4 separate regions of the Mus musculus genome follow, and all the other regions are linked to region 2. Evidence: chromatin contacts called from public ChIA-PET and promoter capture Hi-C data. All regions are on one chromosome and are shown on one strand. Each heading gives the region's core, a stretch centred on a gene start, on an enhancer-like site or on the middle of the called end of the contact. The rest is flanking DNA. Distances are from core to core; before and after follow the strand shown.

Region 1 (2,890 bases), core at 80-2,579, 540 kb before region 2:
CAAATGACTCTAAACCTGGCCTCTCAAAGGCAAGAGTATGCACACCTTCCCAAGAGAGCTAGCTCTCTATCCGGTCTTCCCTGTGCCACACACCTCTGTCCATCTCTCTAATACAGTAACACTCAAGCTCAGCATTTCTCAGAGATCTGGATACTTATAAAGTGCAATACAGACAGTTTGCCTCAGTAGCTCACTTAAAGACCTTGCTTATTCCAGGCACTAGTAACGAAAGCTGCCAAGACAGACTATTAGTTGCTAGATTTAGGCTTAATAAATAACAAGGGCATGTTTTATGGGTACAAGATTTTTAAAAGGCGATTTCACTGACTCTCAGTCATACAAGAGACTCAATATTATTCCAGCTCATTTACTCTTCTTGTTTATTGCTCTTAAGTTTTAAAGGTTAAAAAAAAGCTGTGGGGTATGTGCCCCCACACTGGTATCATCCCCTCCACTTGCCCAGCACAGGAACAACCCTCGGGATTTCCAAGCCCTACCTGGACCTCGACGCTTTCATTCTCACACTGCGCTCACCTTGGAGGCACACCCACGTACAAGGGGTTTCTTAAGTCTCTTCCCTTGGGCTGGGATTCCCCGGCGGTTCCCAGCCTTCAGGGGAGACGCCGCCGCTTCACAGCGGGGGACAGTTTCTGGCGGGCTCTGCGGCAGGAAAACTTGACCTTAAAACGCAGGAAGCTCGTCCCTGCAGAGGCCACGGGCTGGGACACACTCAACCTGAAGCTTGATTCTCCCAGGACCTCTGTCCCCGCCACTCTCTGGAGAAATCCCGCGTGGAGCCGAAGCCCGGGAGGGCTCCCACGCGGGCCCCGGGAACTTCGCGGGGTACCACTCACGGTTGCGAAGCTGCGGCATCTGCTGGACGCTCACTGCGGTCGCCCCGCCGTCCTCTCCACCTCCGGGGGACCCGTGAGCTCCGCCGCCAAGAAGCCTAGATCCAGTTAGTCCCGGGTCGTGCCGCCCCCGCCGCGGCGTGCAAGTTTCCCCCGAAGGAAAGCGAAAGTAGCGGGCGGGAGAGGGGTCGCACGCGGCCACCCAAAGCCCCTCGCTTGCCTACGTGGCCAAGCCGACCTACCGGGGAGCTGAGACCCCCGGGCGCAAGGTCCCCGCTGCTGCGCCACCCCGGTGCTCCGGGCCACACGCACTGCCCCGAAGTCGCTCTCCCTCGGCAGGGAGTGGGGTAACGCCGAGGCCCCAGGTGACGCGGGAGAAGAGAGGGGCTCGCCACCGTGCTCCCGCAGGGGGTCCCCGCACCGCACTGGGGACCGAAGTTTCCTGGCGCGGCTCTCCGGCCGGGCTACCCGCTTCTCTGCAGCTGTCCCTCCCGCAAGACACAACTAGGCGTGGGCAGAAAGGATTGCTAAGTGATTTGTCCAAAGTCCCGGAGAGGGCGGTGACAAAGCAACTCACGTCTGCTATTCCACTCTGGGCTCCGGGGCGGCAGGACTCGCCCTTGGTCGGATGCAGCGGGCTCTCCAGGGCGAGGCCAGCATCGGCCAGCGCTGCCTAGCCAGGCGTTATCAGCGGAGTGGGAAGGTGGAGTGTTGCAGACTAATTAGGGTACAAAGTTGTGTTTTAATCAGTGCCTACATGCGGAATACGCTTCCTCTTTCCCCTCCGGCGGGGGGTGAGAAAGAGGGTGATGCTGCATCCGGCCGGGTTGGAGTTCTCAGAAAGACTGCTGGAAAAAAGGTACACGCCCATTAAACCAACTGGGCAGCATGACTCCCAGGGTCCTTGTTAAGGGGCCTTGTGTGTTTGCTTACATTGTAAAGCAGGCACTGTAGGTGTGTAAGTGATTCACCCCAAAGGGCCTTCCTAGTGGGGTGTCAGAGGGAGACTTCCTGGAATCTGCCCGCAGAACAAGAGTAGCACTAAGCAAGACAGTCGCAATTGGCTTGTTCTTTACTGTTCCATCTTTAAAATGGACTGAGGCTGCGGCATGCTTGGCGGGCTGGTGAGAAGCTGGGTAGGACTCAGAATCCAGATTCAGTCAATTCCGAAGTGTCGGACTATCTCAGCCGAGAGCTCCAGTTTCCCTACATTGGCTTTAAAAAGTGTGCAAGTCCCAGGATCAGAGGATCAGAGGTAGGCGGATCAGAGGTGAGGACACAACATCTGTCCCCAACACCCGGAGTAACTGAGACCAGCGGGACCCAGGCACCCAGGAACTCCGCCAGACCAGTGGCATGGGTTCCTTCTGGTCTGTCTGGGTTGGCGTCCTTGGGCTCAAACTCTGCAGCCAGCCCCACAGCAGCCAGTGGCAGCTCCACTCTTAGGCACTCTAACTCACCCAGGATCAGAGGATCCCAGGATCCCAGGAGTTTGGTCACACTAGGATCTCAAGGTCCCAAAGGCAGCTTGACTACCAGAGCTCGGACACACCCAGGATCTCGGACACACCCAGGAACTCCGCCAGACCAGTGGCATGGGTTCCTTCTGGTCTGTCTGGGTTGGCGTCCTTGGGCTCAAACTCTGCAGCCAGCCCCACAGCAGCCAGTGGCAGCTCCACTCTTAGGCACTCTAACTCACCCAGGATCAGAGGATCCCAGGATCCCAGGAGTTTGGTCACACTAGGATCTCAAGGTCCCAAAGGCAGCTTGACTACCAGAGCTCGGACACACCCAGGATCTCGGACACACCCAGGATCTCAGGATCGCAAGATCCCAGAATCACAAGATCCCAGAGACAGCTTGACTTGGAGGAATTCTGACACAACCAGGATCACAGGAAGGACAGGCTCCAGTCAGTCAGGGCAGGTAGCACTAGAAATAACCAGATAGTGGGAGGCAAGTGTAAGAACAGCAACAGAAACCAAGGTTACTTGACATCATCAGAACCCAATTCTCCCACCATAGCAAGTCCTGGATAC
Region 2 (2,992 bases), core at 400-2,899:
GTTATGTGACTACGTTGGCTACTCAGCACCCAGCTCCGAGCACTGGAATTCACAATGGCTAGGATGTGCCTTTGCCTGTATTACAAGCATAGGCTGGAGATTTAGACTGAGGAGGCATTGACCTCTTGGGGTAATACGAAAGAAATGGGGATGGATGGGATTCCCCATTGTGGTAAAAGAACTGCTATCCTGCAGACCAAACACAACTGCACACACTTTTAGAATATAAACATATGTATTTTCTAGAAGGATTTTTAGATTCAAACATGATTTCAAAGGAGTTCATAATCCTAACAGAGGACTGCTCTGAGAAGAGGAACCTAAAACTGCTAGCTTTTAAGGAACAGTGAAGTGTCAGGAGAAAGATGGGAGGCAGCCAGAACACCGGAATTGTGTGGAGAGCAGTATGAGGGTCACTGGCCAGAAGGGGGCAAGGAAGGCCCCCAGCATGCAGATCAGGAGGCTGCCTTGACACCCGTGACAGTTTCAGCTGCCCCTGGAGCAGGCCTCAATTATAGTTTGCTAAGAAAACAATTGAGATAAAGACACTGAAGAAGAAGGGAGAGATGCAGGGAAAACCACAGAATAGAAAGCCAGGGTGCAGCCAGAATTGTGCAAAGGGAATTTCTCTTTTATTCAGCATTGGTATGGTTCCAGAGGATAAGTAAACTAAGTCTGAGCTGTGACTGTCTTTCATTAAGCCATGCAGGGAAGATAAAATAGGCATGGATCTGCATCGAAGAATGAACACTTCACTAGTCTCAAATCAACCACTGTGGTAATTTGATCCGTTTTAATTTTAATTACATTTTCCCTTATGACTTGTTTGCAGACCTGGTAGGCAACCAGAGTTGGGAATTGTGGATTATTTTAGTAACAAATGAGCTGGTATGATCAGACGCCAAAATTGTTTCTTAAAAACATATTGCGGTCAGAAAGCGATCGGACTTTTGGAAAATACGTTATCTGCCATTTATCCCTGCTCTTTGCAAACAGGCAGGAGAAATAACGTGAGACGAAAACAGTAGCATTTCTTCAGTTTCTGGGTTCAGAAGAATGGTGCTTTAGAGGGTGACACGCACCATTCCACTACATTCTCGGCACTCTTTAACCTAAGCTGAAACCACAAGATACTTTGAATGCTTCTCTTTGCTACTGGTACAACTTAACTGAAAAGCGGACTCGGGGAATTCAAACGCAATCTCTAAGAGGCGGAGAACGAACCAACGTGTAGCTGGCCGCAAGGTGACTTCTCCCGTCTTAACTGCACGCAAAGAGAGGGCGAGCACCAGGCCCTTCCAAGTTTTCTTTCACCATCCTCCAATCCGGCCCCATTTAAATCTAATTCTTTCTTAATAAAAAACAACGTTCTGTTTGGCTATGTCCCCACGTCCTAAAGAACAGGACCTACTTAGTTCGCATCACTTGTGTCTTCTCTTTCTGGCACCTCCAGGGACGATGCTCCCAATCCTGCCAGGGAGGAACCGGCCTGGGCGCCGCCACCGGGATCCACCGTCTCGGCGAAACCTCGGCTCCTGACTCGCTGCGACAGACGGCGTCGCCGCCGCAACCAAAGCAAGCACAGCGGCTCCCCTAGCAGCCACTTGACAGTTTCAAACTGAGGGCCCTGATGAAAGACAGCCCTAACTATTGGTCCACAGCTTCAGCAATCTTAAACTTGATTGGTCCGTGGTAAGTGGGCGGAGCCCAAGGTATCTCCGCGGGACAAGCCGGAAGTAGGAGATTTACAGGCAAAAGCCGGCCCAGAGTTCCCAGAACAGAGCGCATGCTCGGTGCTGCTCTGTGCCTGAGGACTACTACGGGGCGGCACTGCAGACAAATTTAATTATCTTCGCAAATCTGTGAAAGCTGAGTGCTGTTTATTTTCAACAATGAGGATGACATAGGCATAAAGCCTCGAGATTTCGTTTCATGCACAGATAACAGGCCGCAAGGCCACTGGCCCGGCAGCTGCTCTCTTAAAAACACAAATGTCCGATGCCCTCTATTGATTTCTTTAGTTTTGGGTTAGGGAGTTTAACGAATAATGTAATTATGAGGATGAGGGTATAACAAACTGCCAGCCTAAGTTTTTTGTTTTTTGTTTGCTTGTTTGTTTGTTTTTGACTTGCAACTCCAGGGCATTTCCCTTGGTTTATTCTGTGTGGGGTATTCAAAAATTTAAACATAGATCCTAACTTTGGTGACATCTCAGCTAAAATAAAATACAGAAGGCTAAACAGGGAGAATCCAGTGTAATTCACTTCTAAATCCATAGCAACGTAATTTAATACTGTAAAATTGTTTACTATCACAGACCCAACAGATAATTCCCAAAGTAGCCCTTGGCAGCTACTTTAAACCAACATGACTGAGTCTAACCAGCCTAAGTTTTACTGATGACCTAACTGCTGTAAGCTGCAAACAGAAACTTTTGGTGGAATATCGCGACCTTAAAAGACAGAACACAATTACAACTTAAAACTTGGCTTTAGTAAGTACTCATTAACACCTTCGGTAATGCTACCCACATAATACGGTCTAGGGAGATAAAATGAGTTAATATATTAAAACAGACATTTCGGACCCCAGACTAGAAAAGAATAATCTGTTCGATCCCCCCCACCCCTTTTGTAACCTACATGATGTCACTTTCTTTTTTCTGTATACGGAAGTGGCACAGCTGCAGCCTCACCTACTTCTGTTTGTCAAGAGTTAGACTTTTATTATCTTTTAAAAGTTATGCTCTCTCTCTCTCTCTCTCTCTCTCTCTCTCTCTCTCTCTCTGTGTGTGTGTGTGTGTGTGTGTGTGTGTGTGTGTGTGTGGTGAGGGGAAATAGTCTCTATTTTCACCACGTGTGACCTGACTTGGGGGTTGAACGCAGGTCATAAGGCTTGGTGGTAAGTGCTTTTACCCATTGAGCCATTTCACTGGCTCTTATATTTGAATGATAACGAAGAAGATCACAAAAAATTTTTGTTGGCATTAGCT
Region 3 (3,010 bases), core at 474-2,973, 770 kb after region 2:
ATTACAGATGGTTGTGAGCCAACCATGTGGTTGCTGGGATTTGAACTCAGGACCCTTGGAAGGGCAGTCAGTGCCCTTAACCACTGAGCCATCTCGCCAGCCCTGATTCTAGTGTCTTTACAATCAACTGAAGCATCTCTTACAAGCGTATTCCTTGGGTTAATTGCAGCAATTTTCTTTTTCTTGCCTGTGGTCCATAAAAGCGATGAACCTAAAACCCCCACAGCATTTCAGAGAGGTGAGAAAACGATACCATGTTATTATTGTGTGCAGACATGTGCTAATTGTCCCCACTTACCCTAAAATATGCTTTCTCAAAAGATTCCAGTGGGAAGGATTTTACATGGCATTGTCTAGCTGGGTGATTGCACAACTGACAGAGCAACTTAGGAAGATTGTGAGGCAGCTCTGAGGGTAAGGGGAGGAGATGGCCTCTGATCTTGTTTTCTGCATTGATCCAAATGTTGGGATTCCGCATTTTCTTAATTAGTGATTGATGGGGAAAGGTCCAGCCCATTGTAGGTGGTACTATCCCTGGGCTAATGGTCCTGAGCTCTGTAAGAAAGCAGGCTGAGCAAGCGTGAACAGCAAGCCAGTAAGCGGCACCCCTCCATGGCCTCTGCTTCAGCTCCTGCCTCCAGGGTCCTGCCTTGTTTTGAGTTCCTGTCCTGACTTCCTTTACCGATGAACACTTATATGGAAATATAATCCAAATAAACCCTTTCCTCTCCAACCTGCCTTTTTGTCGTGGTGTTTCATGGCAGCAATAGAAACCCTAAGACAATCACAGCACTTCAGAGCGCTAAGCTGTGAGCTGGCTCTTTCAGAAACTGGGTAGAGGACCAGGATTAATTTCCGGGGTGTCTTCCTCACTAGACTCTTTCTAAACAAAATAAGCTGGGGCTCCCTCTCGCTAGGCCTCAGCCATGACCCCCCCCCTTCTTTTGATATCTAACGCTGAAATGTAGTCAAGCACAAACCATAAGGACCTGGGAAGGACCCTTTAAAATTCCTCAGTGCTACCCCTCCTCTTCCCACCCAACATCTTTCTGGTGAGAAAGCCCTGGGCGTTGGGGCCTGTGGCTGAGGCTCTGGCTTGGGTCACCAGGGGAGGCAGAGTTCGGTAAGCAAGAGCTTGGTGAATCAGCGCCTGGATACCTGGTCCACTTCCACTCGTGTGTGGAAGATCAAAGGCTCAACGTGATCCATCTAAGCTCGCAAAATAAAAGAATTTCGAGAAATGTCAAGCACTCTGTCCACATATCTGGGGACACCCTTGTCACTGCAGGGGGGCGGGGGGGACGGGGGGACGGGGGACGGGGGACGGGGACGGACGGACAGAAGTCAGTAGCCAACTTTTAGCTAAACTCCAAACTTGTGTGCAGCCAGACGCCGGGGAGGAGAAGAGACTTGGAGCACCACCACGGGACTGTCCCCGTCTAGCTTCGCTTCCCTTGCTCCACGTCCCAGGAGAGTCATTGAAGCGGCCGCAGGCGCTCTCCGAAGACCCCGAGGGGCTGAGTCACTCCCAGGCTTGCAGCTCAACCACACCGGGTGGGACAAGGGGAGACTGGGGAGGAGCGAGCATCTGGTGCGGTCTGCCGCTTGGGTTCCGGAGCGAGGGGCTGCGGGCACGAGCGGAGACTGCGGGCACGCGCACAGCCCGCGGAGCCCCGCCCCACGCCCCTGAACCGCCTCCAAATACTCACCCAGGGGCCGCGCAGTCGCCTCTAGTCACCCGCAGGCTCCGACCGAGCTACTCAGAAAGAAGTAGGCGACGGCGGGCGCCGGGCCGCGCGGGCAGCCTTGGGACAATGGGGCCCCGGCGCTTGCTGATCGTCGCCCTCGGCCTCAGCCTGTGCGGTCCCTTGCTGTCTTCCCGCGTCCCTATGAGCCAGCCAGGTAAGAGCTGCGGGTGGGTGAGCATGGGGGAAGCTATCAGAAGTTTTAGGTTGCGCCAGCTCCGTGAGGGGGTGCTCCTGGCTGCAACCCTGCCTCAGTTTCCCCCAGGAGCCAAACAGTCATTTGGGCCGAGATCTAGAGGTTCCCCTAGTCACATCCATGTGGGGCGCACCATATCCTCCCCACTCCCCGCACGGCCGATGCTCTTTTGGACTCGGTTTTGGAGGGTGCAGTCCGCGGGCCACCGGGTGTTGGATCCGGAGAGGGGCCCGAGGGTCCGCGGAACGGTCTCCACAGTCGCTTTAATTGTCATTGTGTGGCCTGTTTTACAAGACCACCTTCAGAAAGAAAGGGTCTTGTGATTCTGGGCTTTCGGTGTGCAGTGGAACCACTCTCCTCAAGTTTTTGCTTTGATGGAAACTCGTTTTCTCGTTTGATTTACAAGGAGGGAAAAGCGATGTGAAAGAAAAAATTCACAGTCACACAATAAAGACCGGACAGCCCCCAGCTTGGCCTGGTACCCAGGAGGTGATGAAGGTTTCTGGTTGCAGGGAGTGGAGTAGGTCTTTGTTATCGGAAACCTGTTTCTCTGCATGGAGAAAAGGGACCCCTCTTCAGAATCAGGCGCACCTAGAAATTATCTAGTCTTAGTTTTTTTCAATGGAATTTCTCATCTGCCGCAAGGACATTCGTTACTTACAGTGTATTTTTAAATATCTGCCAGTTTGACCAAATAAATTAGTTTGGTCGACTTATTTCGTCAAATATTTTCTCTTTTCTCCAAAGCAGAGGCGTAGCCTGTAAAGTTCCCAATTGTTTCGACTTTCTTAGTAGGGACACCTTTAGCCGTTCCTTTCACGCTGAAGAAAATCTAGTGGGTTTTCTTCAGTTTTTGTTATCTCTGAAAGAATGTGCACTTCGGTGCTCCCACATGTAAGGATTAGGAGGTGACAAAGAGTGGGGTGTTTCCTGTTGTCTGTCTTTCTTCAGTGTGAGCTTGAGTGGTGCTCATGGGAAAACTCAGAGCCCCACAGAGGGCCCCCACGCCGAGCAGCAGCTAACCAGCCTGCCTGTGTTTGGGTAGCCGACCTTAGACCTTAATCATCAG
Region 4 (2,700 bases), core at 111-2,610, 690 kb after region 2:
TTCTGAAATGCTCCCCGCCTGGGAGAAGGCTTCAGAGAGTCTAATCCAAAGAGAATGGCCCTCAGCCACACACACCCCACCTCACATCTCTCCAAGGCAGACTTCGAACCCACTGTCCCACCTCTCCTTAAGTCTCACTTCTCAGTCTCCCAAGCAGGCTAGCATCAGGAAGGAACTCCCTCTCATAACTCATTTCCTTGCAACCATGGCTCAGCTTTGTGGCTTCTCCTCTCAGAGAAACCATAAACCTAGCCAACCCGTGCTTGTACCGCCCCTGCCATGGGTCCCCTTAAGCAGGGAACTCAATTTAAGGATCGTTCCTTTTGCAGACGGCTGCCTTTTGTTTAAGTTGGTTTCTTCCCAGTTCCTCCTCCTAATTGATTGCCCTGTGGCCTGACAGAGTCCTGCATACAATCCTGTCTCAAAGTAGTTCATTTCAGAACAATGAGGAAGTTATATAAGCTACCACAATAGAAGACATGTTCAAAGTGAAATAATTATATTTGGGAAAGCTTATTTCTAAAATTATACATAACCAAATTATGCCTAAACATCGTATACAGACATATCCGTATAGACATATATACACACAGACATATATACATATATATGTGAGGGACAGAGAGAACTCCTTGGTTCTGAAACATTAAGAAAAGACGGTATTTCACCTTGGAAACACGTCACATCCCTGATTAATGTCACTGGCTGCTGAAACCAAATTACTTTTCCTGGCAGTATTTTTTTTCCCACCGGTGCCTCAACAGAAATTATAATATTTAGAAATTTGAAAAGATTTTTTTAATGCCTTGAAAAAGTGCAATCTTTTCTACATCTGAACATTGTACACATACAAACACTTCTCACGCCAAAAAAAAAGTGGTTTTTGACTTAATCATAAAGTCTTGACTCTGTCACAAATGTAGAGACACTACTAGTAGAGAAGAACGCTTGGTCTTTGACAAGGTTTGACTTGGGAACAAGCTTGAATATTTCCACGCTATATTACCCCAGGCTAAAACCAGATCAAATTGTGTCTTTGGGTTCACAGTTTCTAGGAGTTAACAAGAAAATTAGGGCATTTGACTCTGACAGCAGAAACCATCCACTCACCACTCTCTCACCCCCATGCTAGACCACAAGAAGGGGACTTACCACTTTGGCAAACAGTGACTGGCAGAAACAGCAGCCCAGCTGCAACCAAGATAAGGATTTTCATCTTGATGTCCTGAGACCCGGTTACAGGATGTTGTTAAGTATACAAAGTCACAGCGTAGATTCCCCTCAGCTCCATGTATGAGCAGCAAGTGGAAAGCTGAGAACTCTGCCAGCCTGGACTGTGTGGGCAGGGACTCGTCCTTGCCTCTACAGAGAAAGGATGTGGCCACTTGATGTTTCTGTCTGTGTGCATGACTCAGGCTGAGCCTCTCTGGAGGAGTTGCCATATCCCTTTTATCTCTTCCTCACCCCCTCCATTATTTCATTTAGAACCAGTGCTGTAGTTCTCCCAGGGGCTTGGAATAATGGCAGAGACTGCAGAGTCCCTTGCAAAACAAAGCTGAGAACAGGTGCTGGGAAGCAATTAGCTTTGAATCAATTCCACTGCCCCGGTTCTATTCCCTATGCCAAAACCCTAGCTCCAGAGTTACGCCTTCTATTTAACACAAGAACAGTCAGACATTACACTCCTGTGTAACAGTCAGACATTCACTCCGCCATGGTCAGAACGGCCTCTTCTTACCGTAAATGGGAACAAACACAGAGTTCCATGGTGTGTAGAGCGTGAGAGGCTTTGGAGCGCACAGGCCTACATGCAATGTCTTCATCAAGCCCCTCCCCTCAAGGCTCAGGGATCTATGCGGAAGAGAAGGCAAAAAGATTGTTAAGAGCCAAAAGGGATCGATAGCTCCATGGAAACAGTGTCTTCCGGATAAATCAGGACTGGTGCACATATGAACTCACAGAGAAGGCAGCATGCACAAGGCCTGCACAGGTTCAAGCCAAGGAGGGTCCCAGAGCTGAGAGGGGAAGGGGACTGGGGCTCCCACCACTAACCCAGAAAGTTCTGCAGTTGATACCCACTGGCAAAGGAAAGAGTGGTTTCCTCCAATGGAATCTCCTGGATGCCCTAGGCACATGTCAAGGTAGGCCCTACACCCAGGAGTGGTTGGCTAACACAAAGAAAATTCAGTGGGATTTTTGCAGACTTTTCATCTCCTACTGCTTTGTTTGTTTGTTTGTTTGTTTGTTTGTTTGTTTTTTCTTTTTTTTCTGCCTTAATGGTCTTTTTGTTTGTATATTTGGGTTTCCATTTTGTTATGCTTTTGTGGGCTTTGGTGTATGCATTTCTTGTTTCTGTTTTTATTATTTGTTTAAATATAGACAGAAAGGGTATGGCGTTAGGGAGGTAGGAAGGATCTGGAAGTTGAGGAGAGGGAAAAGCGATCAAAATATAACATGAAATTTCTTTTTCAAAAATCAAAATGAAATTGTGCTTTATTTCAAATTTTAGTTCCTAAACTGATCACATAGTTATAAACTGAATTAATCATGAGAAGCGAATACACCCTCCCTCCTCCATCTTTTATTTTGTTATTTTGTTCTTTGAGACAGAGTTTCATATAGTCTGGCTTGCCTTGAACTCAGGATGCAGTTGAGCTCCTGGGCCACCTCCTGCTGCCTCTGGGCTGCTGGGATCTGTGG

The links. Promoter capture Hi-C pulls out the DNA fragments that hold promoters and counts their contacts. ChIA-PET counts read pairs in DNA pulled down with a chosen protein or histone mark.
Region 1: a promoter capture Hi-C map of cranial neural crest shows a contact between it and region 2. The contact joins the promoter of Gcnt4 here to the promoter of Poc5 in region 2.
Region 3: a contact with region 2 is called in an RNA polymerase II ChIA-PET map of memory CD8 T cells, with 15 read pairs. The contact joins the promoter of F2r here to the promoter of Poc5 in region 2. A contact is called at or near these places in 2 of 39 promoter capture datasets (hippocampal neurons and liver) and 1 of 115 datasets of contacts at active chromatin or transcription factors (memory CD8 T cells).
Region 4: a promoter capture Hi-C map of liver shows a contact between it and region 2, with 3 times the contacts expected there. The contact joins the promoter of F2rl2 here to the promoter of Poc5 in region 2. A contact is called at or near these places in 1 of 39 promoter capture datasets (liver) and 1 of 115 datasets of contacts at active chromatin or transcription factors (embryonic stem cells).

What each region holds. Positions count from the first base shown.
Region 1 is chr13:96,923,152-96,926,041 of GRCm38.p6, reverse strand. It overlaps Gcnt4 (glucosaminyl (N-acetyl) transferase 4, core 2 (beta-1,6-N-acetylglucosaminyltransferase)), which reads right to left and starts at 1,329. Exons shown (of 3, transcript NM_001166065.2): 1 at 1,094-1,329.
Region 2 is chr13:96,386,951-96,389,942 of GRCm38.p6, reverse strand. Poc5 (POC5 centriolar protein) reads right to left here and starts at 1,649. Exons shown (of 13, transcript NM_026173.3): 1 at 1,412-1,649.
Region 3 is chr13:95,617,179-95,620,188 of GRCm38.p6, reverse strand. F2r (coagulation factor II (thrombin) receptor) reads left to right here and starts at 1,723. Exons shown (of 2, transcript NM_010169.4): 1 at 1,723-1,902. The coding sequence starts at 1,815.
Region 4 is chr13:95,695,580-95,698,279 of GRCm38.p6, reverse strand. F2rl2 (coagulation factor II (thrombin) receptor-like 2) reads right to left here and starts at 1,360. Exons shown (of 2, transcript NM_010170.4): 1 at 1,153-1,360. The coding sequence starts at 1,216. All of the region lies in intron 13 of Iqgap2 (IQ motif containing GTPase activating protein 2), which reads left to right.